2 separate regions of the Sus scrofa genome follow, and region 2 is linked to region 1. Evidence: chromatin contacts called from public HiChIP or PLAC-seq data. All regions are on one chromosome and are shown on one strand. The core of a region is the stretch at or near the end of the contact, and the rest is flanking DNA. Distances in the headings are between cores, read along the strand shown. Region 1 has its middle 180 kb from the start of FAM43A. Region 2 overlaps XXYLT1 (xyloside xylosyltransferase 1).

Evidence for each region. HiChIP or PLAC-seq counts read pairs in DNA pulled down with a chosen protein or histone mark.
Region 2: a contact with region 1 is called in an H3K27ac HiChIP or PLAC-seq map of alveolar macrophages. The contact joins two enhancer-like sites. A contact is called at or near these places in 2 of 2 datasets of contacts at active chromatin or transcription factors (alveolar macrophages and skeletal muscle).

What each region holds. Positions count from the first base shown.
Region 1 is chr13:131,835,604-131,841,727 of Sscrofa11.1, reverse strand. No RefSeq gene overlaps it. Among named protein-coding and RNA genes, the nearest start is that of FAM43A, 180 kb to the right of the region's middle. Within about 2 kb of position 2,042, at least 5 of the 83 cell types and tissues checked have an H3K27ac peak or open chromatin away from gene starts, as enhancers often do. A contact at or near this core is called in alveolar macrophages, where this site is marked.
Region 2 is chr13:132,148,629-132,154,810 of Sscrofa11.1, reverse strand. XXYLT1 (xyloside xylosyltransferase 1) reads left to right here. Exons shown (of 4, transcript XM_021070076.1): 3 at 6,150-6,182. Among named protein-coding and RNA genes, the nearest start is that of XXYLT1, 120 kb to the left of the region's middle. Within about 2 kb of position 4,425, at least 6 of the 83 cell types and tissues checked have an H3K27ac peak or open chromatin away from gene starts, as enhancers often do. A contact at or near this core is called in alveolar macrophages, where this site is marked.

The DNA of each region.
Region 1 (6,124 bases), core at 793-3,292:
TGCATTCCTCCCCGTCCCCCTCATCTCTCTGGCTTTCCTACCATCTGATCTTTAATTCTATTTGGAATAAATTTCAATAAGTGTGAGTCTGAAGGGGACTAGACATTCTCACCTTTGCCCTATAGTGATGGGGGCATGCTCATGTGACTAGTGACTGGGTCATGCTCACATGACTTAGACATGGTCATTCACACCATGCAAAAGGGATTTTAGTTCCTGAGAATGACAATGGTCTAGTGATTACTCACAGCAGGAGTGGAGGAGGGTAGTGTCACAAGTGTCTAATCATAGGAATGCTTTGGCTTGGACCTGACCAGGCTGATCTTGTTGTTTGACCCAGGTTCCAGCCCCTCTTGGTCCTGCCTGTTTTCTGAAACCGGTTCTCCAGACTTCCCATTGATTTGGAGAGCTCTAATAAACATAATTTAATATTTTGTTTCTTCTTAGAGATCTGGAATCAGTTTCTGTTGTTGGCAACTAAGTCCTGGCTGGTACCCTCTCTGTTTCCCAGTTCTCCAAATCAGGAAGCTGGAAATCCTTTTTTGACTGTCCCTTTATGGTTCACACACCACTGGTCACAGATCCACTTTTCCTGCCCTTCTATGACCCCACAGTCATCCTTAACCAGGCCTTCATTACATTCGCCTACCTGCTGCCCCTGGGTTGATGGCTTCTCTGGCCTCCGGGCTCTTCTTAACCGTAAGCACCCACTTTCGATTAAACCTCAGAATCCAGGTTCAGGCTGCATCTTCCACCAGGGCTTTTGGCATAGGAGGAAAAAGAGACAGTTAGAGAAAAGAAAGGTGTTCAGCAACACTGAGTGGAGAGGGAGGAGAGAAAGCAGGTGCCACGAAACAGGTGTAACTTGGTTGTCCTTGTAATAGCACAGCCTGCCAGGGATCCTGAGATGAGACCAAATTTTCCCCCTCATTGGTACTTTACCCTGTTTTCTAAATGCACATCGGTGTAAAGTATTAATTACATTTTAAATGGACATAACTTAGATGCAGTTTTATCTTGCTTTTCTAGTAGCCAAGTTCCTTGAGGATACATTAATTGATTTTAAATCCAAATCAGCCCAATGCACTTGGACAGTTTGCTGGGTAATGGAAATTAGCAATGACTTCCGTAAAGGAAATGTGTAATGTCAACTCCTTTATTTTGGCACATTTGTATCACTGTGGATGAGGTAACCCTTATTATGGGTGGAGAAGGCCCAGAAGCACCAAGCTCTTTATTTATTCAGTAAATATATATTGAGCATCTTCTTTATGTAAAGGACTGTGTAAGGCACTGGGCATCCAATGGTAAATGAGAGACACTTGGTCCCCTAATGAAGCTTACATCTGAACAGCATTGATCCTAGAAAGCCTGTGGAGTTGGTCTGCAGAACCTTCTCCCTGGCATCCCCATCTAAGGTTGCCAAGTTGAGCAAATAAAAATACAGGACACCGAGTTAAATCTGAATTTCAGATAAATAATGAGTCATTTTTTAGTCTAAGTATTGTCCCCTAAAATACTTATGTTCAACTGAATTGAGCGTTTCTATTTTATTTGGCAATCTACCACCCTGACTCCCAAGCCAGCAAGTTGCCCTGTGCCCCCGTGAGCCCTGACACCTGCTCTGAAGCAGCACCTTCCCCAGTGTAAGAGTGCAGACTCAACCAGCTCTCTTCCAAAATAGACTCGTCACAAGGAGAATTCCAGCTGTGTCTGCTCTCAGCTAGCTGTCCCCAGGAAAGAATTCATTTCAGACATTTTGACAGCATTGACCCCAAGCAAGGAACAACATGTTCTAAGTAGGATACAGAAGTGAGTAATACACAGCCACCACCCTAAGGAACCTGAAGACTAGCAGGACAGGAGAGTAAGCTATTCATATAATTGTGACACAATGTGGAAGATGAACAATGACTCGGGTGTCAAGAGGAGGCAGGGAGGAAGAGATCATATTTCCTTTGCAGGGTAGGAGTCTTGAGGGCATCATGGAGGAGGTGGCCTTTACAGTGAACTAGACCAATGACAAACCCACCAAATCACTTGACAGCTTGGATATGGTCATTATAAACTCCTAGCAGTGCCCACAATCAGTCACAGTTGCCATCCCACATGATGTCTTTTCATCATCCTTGACCTCTGAGTATGCCTAATGCTACTGAGGGGGACCTTCTGGAAACGGCCTGCTAGGTGGAGCAGTCAGTACAGATTCAAGTCATGAGAAAGTGCCTGTGTGTTTAGAGAACTCTGAGAAGTCTCAGGTAGCCAAAGTCTAGGGCTCTGTGTAGGTGTGTGGCTGGAGAGTTCATCCCCAAGGTATGTCAAGGTCAGGGTTTGGAAGTCTAGGATCACAAGGAGCTGACAGTTCCCCTGGAAAGCTGGGTTTGGGCAGTGGGCATCTGCTCTTCCCCAAGAAGGGCCTCCCCACCCAAGAGCCTGCCTGAGCACAGTTCCTACTCCCAAGCAGCCAGTGGACACTGGCTGTGCGGAAGGAGGGAATGTCAATCACATTCTTGGTAAATATTTAGACACCTGAGGTTTTGAACAGATAACACTTCAGAGCCTGCTTTATGCTTGTATAGCATTTAATAAGGGAGAGGAAAAACTTCTCATTCATTGCTTCCTGGTTAATATGAGGGAGCTTTCTCCAGCCAGGCAAACATTTACAGCAGCAGTGGCTAAGCCCGGCCCTGATAATGGGCCAAAGGTGGCCAGAGAAGGAAGCCAAATGCTCCTAGTGCCTACTTGCAGAGGAAACAGCAAACACAATGACCCACAGGGTCTGTGGGCTCTCAGCATTGGAGGGATGCTTTGGTCTGTGATAGTGCCACAGGGATTAATTTACACACTCAACACATTGCATGTAGACTGTCCCAGTGCTAAGGTCTTGGGAGACTGAAATGCTGATGGCTGGTTAATGAATTTTCCCCCAGCAAGTCAGTCGGACAGGCTCTAGCTGCCCCCCACCCACCCCGCCCAACAGTTGGTTTATTACTGGGTCTGGGCTCCCTGGCCAGGGAGTGTTTTTGTGAAATTAAAGTGATGTTGCTAAGTGGGTACACATAACCACCTCCCTCTCCTCCTTCTGCTTGACAGCCCCTGCACTGAAGGAATAGTGCATGAGAGTGTGTTTGTGTTCCTCCAAAACTTAATTAAAGCTGCCAGCAGCATGGAGTCAGCCTGCACCCAGGGTTCAAGTGAGGCAGGGGCAGGCTCTGGGGCCCCCGCTGGGTCCACCACCCTGGTGGACCCCTGCCCTTCAGACCCCTTGGGACCAGGGAAGGAAAGCAGATGGTACTCTGCTGGGGCCACTGAGGTCAGAGCTGCAGGACCCCATCCTTGCCCCTCTGGCTTGTGCCTATTCCTCCCTATAGGGTGATCCAGCCCTCACATGCCCTTTTCTGAGCCTGCCTCCTGTTGCATCTTGACCTCCCTGGGTGTTTTCACTTTCCCCAGCCTCCATCTCGAGGTTTTGGAGACTGGACTCTAACTTGACTCTGTTTTCACCAAGCGTGGGGGACCCTGTTGGAAGGGCCCAGGTCGTGCTTCCCCTGGATGGGGCCCAATGTGGCGTCCTCCCCTTCCCTCTCCTCCCCCTCCCTCTCCCCCTCTCCTCCTCCCTCCACCAGGCAGGCTGAGCTAGAAACCACAGGAAGGGGCTGGGTTGCCTTTGGCTGCTGAGGCTGAAAGCTGGAGGTGGGGGACTCAGGAAACCCAGGCTTGATTCCAAAGTGAATTGGAAAGATCCCCAATGGCCAGGGGATACCTTAGATACATGAGGCTCTAAAAACCTCTGAGTGGCAAAGGACTTTTTTTAGTTTCCGTTAAACTTCAAAACTTCTGCTTTGAAGCACACTCCTACCGATGAGGAATAATACGTCTTTATATTAATTCTCGTAAATAGAATGCATGGTCAGGGGAGGAATCAAAAAACTGTAAAACAGGATAAAAGGCAAAGGAAAGGCCCCTTCATCAGCCCTGATCCCACATTCTCACTCCCCAGAGGTAAATTGTGAGCAGTTTCCTGGGGCAGTTAGGTTTCAAAGAAACACAATTCAGGATTGAAGCTGCAGACTCTGGGTGGTGTGTTTGGAATGCAAAGGAGGAGTGTGCGTGTGTACATGTGGGAGTGTGGGCGTATGTGTGTGTGCGTGTGTGCGCACAGGCCGTGGGTTACTAACACAGGCTCTGCTGTCAATAGCCTGGGTTCAGATTCCAGCTCCTCTGCTCCCAGCTGTGTGGCAGGTTGGGCCATTTGCTTCACTTTTTAGCACCTCGGTTTTATTATTTGTAACTTGTAAATCATGATAATATTCGTCCTACCCAGTTGTAGAGATTAGAGGATTTTTCAGCTCATGAAACGTCTATGAACCTGCAAAAGGCGCTATGAAAACTGCTCATCTGCGCCTCAGTCCCACCTCCTTCCTGAACCAACGATAATTCCAGTAAGTCCTCCAGCGTGTGTACCGCCGTAGAGTTTACAATCCAGGGCACAGACTTTCCCAGGATGCAGACACATGATCCCCAAAGAGATGAAGAAACCCGGGAGCAGCCACTTGGCTCAGGTCTAGAGCTGTATGTGCCAGATTTGGGCCCAAACCCCAAACAGCGTGGTTTTCGGCTGCTCCCATGGGGACCTCAGTGGCTGTCTGAGACGTGAGCACAGGAGCATGTGACGCTGGGCTGAGGAAGGGCTCCTTCCTGCAGATCCCCTGTCACCCCTCCAACTCCCTCCAGGAATCCGGCCTCGTGATTTTGATGTGACCACTGGGACAGCCATCAGGCCTCTTGTCCTGGGCTCAAGCCACAGGTCTCAGGGGCAGAAGCATCTTTGGTCAAGTGTCTGTCTTCTTCCCTCCCCTTCTCCTTGATGAGTGTTTATCATTTTAAGCAATTTAATCACTTATCGTCTGGTATCTTTACAAAGGTATTGCTTTTTTCCGTATCATGAAAGTGGTGCCTATGACGTATTGAAAGCATAAACAAGCAAACAGAAAGTGAGACTAAATATCACAGCAGAATTGTTTTCTGCCTTCAAGGAGTGTCTTCTCTGGCTCCCAACTTGCCCAGTGATGCCCACCAAAAGCAAGGACTCTTCAGCCAAGGATTTGTGTCAGCCCCTCTGAGCTTCAGCAACAAGCTGATATCGTATGAAACTTCCCGAGTCACAGGATCACTGATTACAATGATTTTGAGCTGCAAATTTCTGATGTAATTAGATGACACCATGATGTAATAATTTTTAAAGCTGCTGCTTTTTAAATTTCTTTTTACATTTTAATTTATTCTTTTATACATGTGCCTCTTACTTGAAAAATGAAGTTAAGAACTCCACCCCTCAGGTGGAATTTGACAAAGTGCTCGGAAAAATCAATTTGGTCCGCGGATGTGAAAGTGCCTCCCTGCCTCGGCTCTGACTCTTTGATATACTATCACTGGGTTGTTTGAGCAAGAAAATAAACTTGTTGTAGGGTTTCTACAAACTGTTATCTTGCGTCATGGAACTCAAAGACCAGTGGGGCAAGAGGAGCAGGTAACATGCGGTTACCATGGGGGACACTGAGTGTTATTATAAAGATGTTTACCAAGGGTGATGGGAGCACCAGGATGGGGCACTGCCTCTTCCTGCAGAGGAAAGAAGGCCTGGAGATGCTTTACCAGGGAGCTGGACATTGAGCAGGAACTTGAATGACCTTTAGGGGTTGGGAGCACCAGGATGGGGCACTGCCTCTTCCTGCAGAGGAAAGAAGGCCTGGAGATGCTTTACCAGGGAGCTGGACATTGAGCAGGAACTTGAATGACCTTTAGGGGTTGGTTAGGCAGAGAAAGGATGGCGGGAAGAAAGATGCGGCAGGTAGGTAGGTGTGGCCAGGACCCTAAGGGGTGGGGGAGGTGGAAGGGGTAGGGTGTGAGCCAGAGTGGGGTGGGGTCCGAGGGATCAAGAGGGATCAAGAGATGAGACTTGCAGGTTAAGGATCTGACGTTGCCTCTATGAGGACACGGGTTCAATCCCTGGTCTCACTCAGTAGGTCAAGGATCTGGTGTTGCCTCGAGTCACAGACGCGGCTGGGATCTGGCATTGCTGTGGCTGTGGTGTAGGCTGGCAGCTGTAGCTCCGAGTTGACCC
Region 2 (6,182 bases), core at 3,176-5,675, 310 kb before region 1:
CATACAGCCGTGGATCCTATCTTGTGGTCACACGTTCATCAGTCCTATGTGACCCCTGAACCACCTTCTGTACCTCGTAGGCCGTAATTCTTCCACTTCCTAAAATAGCCCAGATCGTCTTGCCTGATCTCTTGCCAGACTACCACCCTCCATGGAAACCAGTGTTTAAAACTCCGACCGCTGACCTGTGAGGTTGGAATGCCGGAAGCTCTTCCAGTTTCCATCATCTACCAAAGAGGCCGGGACAGCCAGCATCAGGGGGCTGAACTCATCTGAGGAGGCTGGCCAGCCACAATTATGTTCCTCAGACACTGGGTGCACACGCAGGCCTTTTCCTAACACTCGAGCCAAGCTTCCTTTACCTGAGAAAATGACCAAGGCACAGACTGAGGTTAAGTCCTTGTTGTTGTGATGTAAGCACATGTGTGAGAAGATTTTGAGTCGGAGGGGCTGCTTAGAATGTCCCTCCCCTAACTAGTTGGATGTAGCAGGAAACACATTCTCAGGAATGCCCAGATCTACCTAGAACAGAGGACGCTGGGCTGTGGGGCAGTCAGTGGTTGACCTCTGGTTGCTGTGGCTTCACACTAGGCCCTGAGCCATGTCTCTATGGGTGACTTTTGGATGCTACATCAGGTTCCTGCCTCCCTTTGAAGTTAGCAGAGCTCAAGGTATGTTCTTAGAGGAATGTAAAGATTCCTTTTGACATCCCTGCCTGGTGATATGTGAAGAGATGGAGAGCCTTTTTCTCCTTCCCAAAAGCTGGCTATAAGGTGGGTGACTCATGAAGGTCTCTTTCTTTTTTTGGCTACTACTTAGTAATCTTCAGGTCTTCATGTTCATGGGATGAAATGCTGATCCTCCATGAGCTAGTCGTGCTGGGTGCCTGGCAAGTCTTGTCACAACGCTTTGGGCCATTAGACAATGTCATCTGCTCCCTCAGCATTCATGGCCCGTGCTGGGAGTGGGTGGTTAACATGAGTGTGTTGGCTAGGGACCCAGAAGATCTGAGTTCTGGGATCAGTTTTGCCACTCAGCTTGACTGTATGATCCCTGACATGTCCCTCGTCTTCTTTGGTCCTCAGTTTTCCCCATCTCTGCAACGGATATATTGTCCTTAGTTATTATCAGATTCTCTTTTCGAATTCGTTACCCTCAATTATTCTGTCCTCTATGTTTTTGCTATCTTCTCATTGGATTTTGACACAGTGGGCATTCAACCAGCCTTAGATGCTAGCCATTCTTTTGAATTTTGTAGATGACTAGGCCTCCTTTTTCTTAGACATTCTTCCGCATGCTTTTTAGATTTCATCTCTTTGCTTTGGGAGCCATTATCTTATTCATTTATTCCTTACATTTCAGTGGTCCTTCTGCTCTCATCACAGTGGTCCTCCATCCAGCATCCTCTCCAGGCCATCCCTGTGGCGGCCACGTCTACATGTCAGTCTTGTTTCATCCTTGGAACGGCCTTTGAGCATTACGTGTAAAACCCTTGGTGTATAGTTCCCACAGAGAGATGACTGTATCAAGGACCAGAAACCAGAGGAAGGGGCCCTTTAAAAAGATCCCATCCTAATGAATTCCAGCATTCCTGGTAAGCATCTTCCTCTTTTCGGCAGCAACGTTTACAACTTGGCATCTTATTTCACAATTGCATAAAAGGATAACCATCTGGACAGATGCCTGCAGGATAGTACAGGCTGTGTTGGGAGCTGTCAGACTCCCTGCATAGAAGGGAGTGTCCTCTTGCCTCTGCCTGAGAGGTGACAACTGGGTCAGTCCTTTCACATCATGTAAAGGAGTCACTTCATGCTGTCTTCTTCCTTCCTAACCAGTGAACCTAGTTTGGTGAAGTCTCTTTTGAAAAAAGTGTTACCAATTTTAAGCAAACCCTTCCTGAAAGGTGCTTTACAAATGAGGAGTTATAAAAAAAAAAAATTGTAAAGCATCTCAAATTCCTGTGTCTAGGGCTATGTGTGACCTTCCCAAGTTCACTCCCAGCCAGTCCCTAAAGGGCAGGGGAAATGCTCAGATTTATTGAAGGGCTCCACCCAAATGCAGGAACTGGATCTCCTCAAAGACATGGCCCTCTGCCCAGGGCCTGTCTGGCAGGGCCGAGAAGGAGGCATTTGGGCTGCTCCTGGCAGGCTAGGTAGGATTTACATGGGCTTGCAAGACCAAAGCCTACACACAGCACATGGTAGGCTTTCAAGGAAAATGACAGACAGACCGAATGGCCCCTCTATCAGGAGTTCCTTTAATTAGAATGAAATTACCACTTTTATATACAGGACTTCCTCCTGATTCCCCTTTGGCCAGGTTGTCCCTCTGCTTTTTGACTGTCAAGGTCTTTGGCACTTCTGTGCTCCTAGGCCCCCCATGTGGGTAGCACTGGAGCTCAACTCTGCCTCCCTGGAGCTCCTCTCCCATCAGAAGCAGAATCAGGGTCTACTGGGAAGAGCGTGCTGGGCCTTCCAGTCAAGCAGACCTGGGTTCAGATCCCAGCTCTGACACTTGTTGGTTATGAGGCCGTGGGCAATTGTTTTTAACCTTTTTAAGCCTCCATTTGTTTGTTTCTCTTTTTTAATGAGGAAAATTTTTATTTTGATATCCAGCATCTTGTAGAAACTAATATTCTCAATGAAATATTCACTTATTCATTGAAAAAAATGTAATGGCCTAGGAGTTCCCACTGTGGCACAGTGGGTTATGAATCTGACTGCAGCAGCCTGAATTGCTGTGGAGGCATGGGTTCAATCCCACAGTGGGTTAAAGAATCCAGTGTTGCCCCAGCTGCAGCATAGGTTGCAGCTGCAGCTCAGATTTAGTCCCTGTCCCAGGAAACTTCCCTATGCCATGGGTATGACCATAAAAAAAAAAAAAAAAAAAAGTAATGGCCTAGCTATGGCAACCACTATTCTGGCAATGGAGGCCTTCACTGTTAGAATTGACATCCTCTTTGAGGCAGAGACACATACAGCGAGTGCTCACCCTGCGTGGTCCTGATAGGCATGAATTTCGGTTAGACAGTTTAGCTCAATACCATCAGTCCCCGCAACACATGGTTCAAATTTAAGTTACCACCATTTACTGTGCACAGTTGCATAAAGTACACACTCTGCTGCTAGCTCTACTTCAGTCCACAAATCATCTTGTAACAGACTAAGCCTCTCTTCATCTGAACATGGGATGACTCCACTTTACTTGTTGGGCGGTGAAGAGAAATAAACTCTTGCCTGTGTCATAATAGTGGACACATAAGAACCACTCGGAGAAAGGATGCTTCCATGTGGCCATCGCAGATGTTATTGGAAGTACTCCCAGGGCCTGGAAGATGAGAGCTCCCCCTCTTTCATAACCCTGACGATGCCACGAAACCACCACTGTACATCCTTGAGGCCTCCCATCTCAGGCCAAACACCCTTGTGCTCGCCCCCTGCATCCCCAAGATGATGTGGTTTCTCTGCTTGGGATGGTGGTGCCATCCTGTCCCTGCTTACGAGGGCTCCGCTCTGCCTCATGTCAGAGCTGCCTGAGGCCCTGGGTGTGGTGCTCGGGACACCAGAGATGGACCAATAGAAAGAAGGGAAATGACTGCAGGTGGTTTAGTGTGTGTGGTGGGGCCGCCTCATCATGACTGGTAATGACTGCAACTAATCAGAGCTGTAGCCATTGGCCTACGCCAGAGCCACAGCAATGCGGGATCTGAGCTGCATCTGTGACCTACACCACAGCTCACGGCAACACCGGATCCTTAACCTGCTGAGCGAGGCCAGGGATCAAACCCACAGCCTCATGGTTCCTAGTTGGGTTCATTAACCACTGCGCCACGACGGGAACTCCCATCATGACTTGTAATGACTGCAACCTGTGCCTGGACATTGTCTCCTGGGACACAGTGTCTGTCTGTCTTTAAGGTCACCATCAGGTTCCTTCCCTCTATTCCCAGGGCCACCTCTTGGGAGCAGCAGATGCCCTGAGACTCTGCCCTGTGCCCTGTCTCTCTTCTCCTTCCTGGTTTAGGGCAGCTTTCTGAGAGACAGCCAGGTCACCACGAGGGCTCCCCGACCTCCAGGCTCTCAGGTTATCACCCTTCCTCCTTTCTCGGTGGTTGTGATTGTTGTCTTCCGTGCAGAAGGGAAAGCAGCAATTTTGCTCACATTTATGTGTGGGGTGGGCAATGTGAAGGCTGGCAGCTGGGGCCCCGCTGGCCTGGGCACCCATTCTCCTCCACTCCTCTTCCCACAGGGACCCCGGAAGCCACCTGCTTCCCTCTCACTTGCCTCTGGCCTGGGCAGCTGGATTCTCGCTTACTGGCACTTATTTATTTACTTATTTTTTGCAGAAAACTGATATAGGATGTCAGCTAATGATTTGTTTCTGTGTCACCAAGGAAAACAGAACAGGAACAAATGAGTCAGTTTTTCTTGAATCATAAGCTGTGATTTCTTCATAAACGAATCTAGAGAAAGGTTGTAGAATTCCACAGATGTTCCTGAGTGTTTACTGAATGCCAGGCCCCGCACTATGAGTGGATGGAGGCCAAGATGCCAGAGATGGGGTCCCTGGCTTCAGGGGGCTTCTGTGGGCAGCTGGTCCTGACAGCATTGTGCTCTGTGTGCTGGGTCCACATGAAATGCTGGTGGGGAGCCGAGGGGGGAGCCCAGCCTTCTGGGTGGATGACATGGTATTTCACTGCTCCTTGCCTGCCCCAGTCCCCCTCTTTGTTAAGTCTTCCTTGACTGCCTCAAATTCTAGTGAGTCCCCTACTCTCCAGACCCTGGGTTCCTGTGGTGCCCATAGCTCAGATGAATAAGATGTTCCCACTTGTCATCTAGGATCACAGGCTCACCAGGCACAAGTCTCAGCCGCACATTTTTTTTTTTTTTTTTTTTTTTTTGCTTTTTTAGGGCTGCACCCATGGCATATGAAAGTTCCCAGGCTAGGGGTCCAATCGGAGCTATAGCTGCCGGCCTACACCACAGCCACAGCAATGCCAGATCCGAGCCGTGTCTGTGACCTACACCACAGTTCATGGCAATGCCAGATCCTTAGCCCACTGAGTGAGCCTAGGGATCGAACCTGCAATCTCATCGTTTCTAGTTGGATTCATTTCTGCTGCGCCACGACCAGAACTGCCTCAGCTACACTTTAACAAATGAAACAACTGAGGTTTAGAGAAGGAAGCAATTTCCCTCGAGTCACAGAATCAGTCAGCAGCAAAATCGGAATCTGTACCACATGCTCTGATGCCCAGGCCAGGGCTTCTCTGAGTACCGAGTACTTACCCTCCTTCACCACTGAGCCCCGAGCCGCCCCTCTTCCGCTTCACATCAGCTCTGGGTGCCCCGCTGTTTCTAGTCGCCTGTGTGTTTCTCCCTGAGGGCAGGGCCCCATCCTCCTGTTGTTGGGTCCCCTGATGGCACTGCCAGCCCAGGAGCTCAGACAGGCTGGTTGGGTGAAGAATGGAGAACCAACTCAACATTCTCTCCTCCCTTCTCACCCCTGACTCATCTGGAGGCAGAGGAAGCAAACAACTCTTCGGAGCCGGTAACTGTGAGACTCAGTCTGCCTAATTATAGCTCAGTTAGTCTTTCAGACAGTGGATTAAATATACCTAACAGCATCTGAGGTCTCTTAGCTGGATCTCTCTGGGTCAGCATCCCAGCTCCACGTATATCTAGGTTTGCAGAAATATTAACAAGAACCTGAAGTGACAGCAGTTTTTACTCCCCTTCTCTGTGGGTCATTTACTACCTGCCTCCCCCAACACCTGTATGCTTTGAATTTTAAGTATGGTGTGCAGGTACCGTATCATCTAAATCAGATACTTTTGAGAAGAAATGGTGCTCTCCTGACAAGGACAGTGGCCTAAACTGGGCGACCTGGTTGCCTAGCTTTATAGAAAACACGTGTCTGCATTTGGAAGTAAAGCTACCGGGCCAGTGTTTTCCACGAAGGCTTTTTGTGAATGGGAGGGAGGTTGCTGGTCGATGAAGGGCCTTTGTTTCCAGCAGTGTCTCTGCATTATTTGGTGCCAGCAAGCATAATCTAGAACGCTTTTCTGCACCCTCCTCCTTATCTTCTATCATTGACTGAGCCTCTGAGGATGTGTGTCTATGTCATTGTTGTCCTTTTCTTTCCTCCAGAGATCCTGCGGATAATTCAGCTGGACCTAGACC